Regions from separate parts of the Thunnus thynnus genome. Here region 2 is linked to region 1. A link is a contact called in public Hi-C data. All regions are on one chromosome and are shown on one strand. Each heading gives the region's core, a stretch centred on a gene start, on an enhancer-like site or on the middle of the called end of the contact. The rest is flanking DNA. Distances are from core to core; before and after follow the strand shown. Region 1 holds the start of parlb (presenilin associated, rhomboid-like b). Region 2 holds the start of LOC137186590 (zinc finger protein 431-like).

Region 1 (2,700 bases), core at 154-2,653:
TTGGTCAGTAAAAACAAGCAAATTAAAGACACACACAGAAATTGTGAAGGCTACTTTTTAACTATTTTAGAAAATGATGCGTATAGACCAAAGGACTAATTGATTAATCAGGAAAATAATCAAAAGATTTAGAGCTGCAATGATTAGTTGATTAATCGTTTATTTGGCAACTATTAAATGAATACTGCTGTGAATATTTTCTGGTTTCTTTAGTCTCTATGACAGTAAACTGAATATCTTTGAGTTGTGGACAAAATAAGACATTTGAGGACGTCATGTTGGGCTTCAGGGGACACTGATCCACATTTGTCACGATTTTATGGACCAAACAACTAATCAATTAATCCAGAAAATAATCACCAGATGAAATGATGATGAGAATAATCGTTAGTTGCAGCCGTTGTATCAGCTAGGCTACTGTGTTAGCAGCTGATATTTAGTTTAGATCACCATGGTAACCTATGCTACTGACCAATCAGATCAACGGAAAAAAGTAAACTCCAGACTTTCTTTCTGGTTGATACGAGCTCTAAGTTTCCCAGTATGAAACACACATAGAACAGAGAATAAGTCTTTCTGCAATAAAATACAAATATTACATTTCTTTCTTTTAAAATATTTTGCTGATTCAAAATAGTTATTAATATTTATTCGTTTCCCAAACTCTCTCCCGACTACTGAACAGACCTTTATAATACCCCCCCATCCCGACCATTCCCCTCCTCGTGCATAAACCGTATCCAGTGGGCGTATCCTATAGTAAAGTAGGCGTGTCATACAATAAAGTGGGCGTGTCGTGTAGATGCTGTGAGTCCGCAGATGGAGCTACTTGACTGAGTCCTGAGTGCACATCAGTGTCCCTTTAACACCACAACATCCAGAAAATGAGGATTTTTATGTAAACTGCAGTTTTGTTTAAGCACAAAAAGTGTACGAACAGAAGATAATAATACACTCTAACGATGCAGAAAAACAATACAATAAGTTGGATTTTTCATGCAGGATTTTTACTTGTAATGGAGTATTTTTACGTTGCTGTATTAGTACTTTTACTGGAGTAAAGGATCTGAGTACTTCTTTCACCGCTGATCTGATCTGTGTCATTTACAGACAAACAGCAGTTAGCTCTGTTAGCCAGCTAGCTAACACTCAGTTAAATCTAACTGTCCTTGAAGCTAACGAAGCTAACTCCAGCATCGGACGTCAGTCTGTCCGTCGGCCGGAGAAGGCTGCCTCCCTCCGGCTGCGGTCACTGACCTGCCTCCCCTCACGGAGCTCCGTAAAACATCTTCTCCGGTCAGTCTGAGCAGGACGGAGCAGCTCCTCCACGCCATGTTGGAGCCCAGTGACCCCGGCACGGCGTTCATTACCGGGTCAACAGAGCGACGGAGGTCTCACACCGGAAGCGATATTTCTTTCCTAGGATGGCGAAGTCATGACCAGCTCTAGTCTGCCTCTGATTGGCTGATCCTGATATTCTTACCCACCAATCCCACTCCTCATATCTAAATCTAACCAACCCGAACAACGAAAGTAACGAGTACGAGCCAATCAGAGGCAGAGTAGGCCGGGTCATGACTTCGCCGTCCTAGGAAAAAAAAATAGCACACCGGAAGAAACGAGACAGACACCGCATACACAACTTCCGTCCATGACCTTCAACGTAAAACAAAATCAGAGCAAATCAATTCTAGGAAGAAACTGTTACTAAAAATAAAACAGGAAACACTATTAATGATCGATCAGTGTCAGCCTTCACAGTTTACAATCAATACATGTTCAGTTTTCAGTTTGAAAAGTTTGTTATTTCAAAGCACATACAAGTTAAAGTTATTTTTTACATATTTTATTCAAGTATTGCATCTAGACAAGGCAGGTTTATTACACCACATTTCAACAACAAGGCAATTCATTGCAGTGCTTTACATAAAACATAAAAGGCATCAAGACAAAATGTAAAAGAAACCCAAGACATTACAAAGAGACATTTAAATACATTTAAAAAGAGTTAAATAGAAAATAAAAATAAGCTAAAATAGAATAAGACATAAAACAGGAGAATAAGTTACAGTGCATATTATTCAAAGGCCTCAAATTTGATTTAATAAAAGGCAGCAACCATGACTCAAAATTAAAGTCCCTTTACTCAAAAACCTGTGTTTCTTCTTGTTCCTTCAGGTGGATGTTTGTTCTCTTCTCGGTGCAGAGTTTGTTTTCACCTTCATCTGCTGAAGGAGGAAAGTTTCTCTGAGCTCCATGAAAATCTGATTTTAAGTAGCGGGCCAACAGGTATGATTTGTGACATCACAACTAGTTTGGAGCCAATCGTGGTTCAATATGCAACTGACACAACTGTGATGTGCAAACTTGAAGCCTCACTTAACAGTGAAGGAGGAGACATCTGCTGTCCAGCTGTTAAACTTCTGAAATTAAATATATTTACAGATTTATAGACTTTGGAATTTTTAATGAGAGAGAAGGAAAAGATGTAATTTTAAAGATTTTAACAAGCTAATTAACTTTTTTGTGGATATCAGACACACATTATTATTAAAGTAGGTTGTTTTATATACATCTTAAAACGTGCGGAGGGAATCTTTAAATTCAAATAAAAGTTAAATAAAATTAGAAATTTAAGATTTAATTTTAGGTCGACTATATATTATATAGATAAAATAACATAGTCACCGTCAAAGAGAG
Region 2 (2,700 bases), core at 147-2,646, 130 kb before region 1:
TGCTCTTTAAAGGACCAGTGTGGAAGATTTAGTGGTACCTAGTGGTGAGGTTGCAGACTGCACCCGTCGACTGTATATAAACATGGACGACGCATCTCCACTTCCTGCCGCTATGCAAAAGGGAAGGCAAAATATCTCCTTTCTGGGTGCTGCCTGCTTTTGTGACGTCACTTGGAGCCAGAGTCAGACACGCCCCTTCAGCCGTCCCGCTGCATGACGTCGCACCCCCCTTTTTATATCGCCAAATAGCCTTTTGTGTTTTTTAACACAAAAGGCCCTCTCTAGAGCCAGTGTTTGGTTTGTCCATTCTGGGCTACCATAGAAACATGGTGATGCAACATGGCGGGCTCCGTGGAAGAGGGCCCGCTCCCTATGTAGATATAAAGGCTCATTCTAAGGTAAAGGAAACAATTCTTATTTTCAGGTGATTATACACTAATATCTATAAATATTATATTCTATTTGATGGATGCCACTAAATTCTACACAATGCACCCTTAAATTTCTTAATTTCATTTTATACGAATTGGCCCAAACCGTTTTATTGTGAAGGTCAAGGATCCACACCGGAAGTGTAGCATTCTCATTAACATAGCTTGACGATGTGCGATTCTCCAAACATTTTATCCATACAGTTTATTAAAGTTATATTATGTAAATATGCTCCGTGTGTTTATTAACAGCTAATTAACAGTGTTATAAAATGTTTTTTTTTTCAGTTATGGTGAATAAATTCGTGTGTTTTACAAAATGCTTCTGTTTGTTGTCGTGAGGATGACGTCACATAATATACATCATGGCGCCAGAGTGATTATTTCAGTACAACAAGAAACGTCTGTAATCAGAACTGTTACCTTCATATATTCTGTTTCGTTAACTTATGTTTAATCACAGGATTAAGGTAATTTCTAAGTTTAAATCTAATTTTTCGTGGCGTTTCTGTCTCTTTGCGGGATAACGGCTCTCCGGCAAACACGGAAGTGATTGCGGATTTCCCTCTGGAGCTCTCAGACACAGAGTTCACTTTAATCCGAACAGTAGTCCTCACCCGCCTCTCCGCGCTGTCCTCTCCCGCCTGTCCGAGCCTGTCCTGGAGGACAGACACCGCGGACTCCACCGCCACCTCCAGGATCAGCTCCGTCTCACGCCGGAAAGTTTCTACGGCCGCCGCGTCGTCACCCAGCGGCCCCATGACGGCCCCGCGAACCACTAACCGCTGCTGGCACGAAAGAAAGTTAAAATATTCAAACACGTTAACCCGACCAGAGTCCGGCTGAGTCTATGAGTGTGGGAGAAAGTCTGACAACAATCAGTCAGGATGGTTATCTGCTCTGTTTCTGCCAATATGGCTGCACTGTTTACATCCGGGTCACTGTGAAGACCCTTCACAATAAACGGTATTTTTTTTCCCAGGATGGTGAAGTCATGACCCGCCCTACTCTGCCTCTGATTGGCTAGTACTCGTTGGCTACGTTAGTTGTGTTGGTTAGGTTTAGGCATGAGGAGTGAGACTGGTCATGGTTAGGGTGAGAGTATCAGGGTCAGCCAGTGAGGAGCAGAGTAAGACGGGTCATGACTTCACCATCCTGGGAAAAAAAATATCGCTCACAGTAGTGTCTCGGTGAGAAATATGGAAAGCCAAACGGGTCATAATTCACCTCCCTTTCCCTGCCAATGTTACAAATCAACTGGTTTTCCTGTTAACCAGTTACCTTTGTTTGTGAACATCGGGCATTTCGTAGATTAGACTATCCATATGATTAATTTAACTTATTGATGGTTTATGGAGTTTAGTGAAACTGTGGGATTGGTCAATGTTTTATACAGCGGTGGAGGAAATATTCAGATCCAAATACTCCATTACCAGTAAAAGTCCTGCATGAAAAATCCTTTTTACAATTATACAATTTTTTTCTTCACATATTCAGAATTTGTCCAACAATATCATGAAATGAATCAAAGCTGTCTGAGTGGGGGGATTACAGTTGAAGTAAACAACGTCTTTCTTCCCAAACTATTCATAATGATGCATGTTCGTTGCCCTCCGGTGGTCACAGTGTGTAGCTGTATGTCTACTTTAAAGGTGCAGTTATACACTATGACCACCGGAGGACAGAAAACTCATTTCAAAACCTAAATCAACAGAGAATAGTGATGTTGGCTGGCATCATGAAAGCCAAAAGGTTAAGCGACCACCACAAATGACCGCCGTCTCATTACGTCACACACAGAACAACAAAACAACAGCTGTGACTCACCTCATACATTATGAGTTTGTACAAATGTAACAGCAGGTTTCGTCCAGCAGATGTCACCACGTCACTGTCCAACAACACCACGAACCGTCTGTTGGGGACATTTTCACTACCAACAAGTGATGTTGGATGTTTTTCTTCGGCTGTGTCACCTTTGAAATGTTATACTGTCAGCCTATATGTTGTTTTATATAATGTCATTCATAAATCATATTTATCTTCATTTTCTTTCTTATATTTGATGTATATAGATGTTATACTGTCTTTGCCATAGAAGTAAATTTTGTTTTAATTTGAATCAAAGTGTCAGAGTGTGAAAAATGTTTTCATAGAGAAGAAAAAACCTCCCATACAGTGTTCTTCGTTTCTTATTTAGTGGACACATTTAGCAGCAAATGAATAATGTGAATACATTTAAAATAAAATAGATAAGCTTTGTATATGC

Evidence for each region. A called contact is a pair of places that touch in the nucleus more often than the background predicts.
Region 2: a contact with region 1 is called in a Hi-C map of heart, with 5 times the contacts expected there. The contact joins the promoter of LOC137186590 here to the promoter of parlb in region 1. A contact is called at or near these places in 3 of 3 Hi-C or Micro-C datasets (heart and muscle).

The regions. Positions count from the first base shown.
Region 1 is chr7:33,776,781-33,779,480 of fThuThy2.1, reverse strand. parlb (presenilin associated, rhomboid-like b) reads right to left here and starts at 1,403. Exons shown (of 10, transcript XM_067595624.1): 1 at 1,258-1,403. The coding sequence starts at 1,367.
Region 2 is chr7:33,904,821-33,907,520 of fThuThy2.1, reverse strand. It overlaps LOC137186590 (zinc finger protein 431-like), which reads right to left and starts at 1,396. Exons shown (of 6, transcript XM_067595635.1): 1 at 1,049-1,396. The coding sequence starts at 1,192.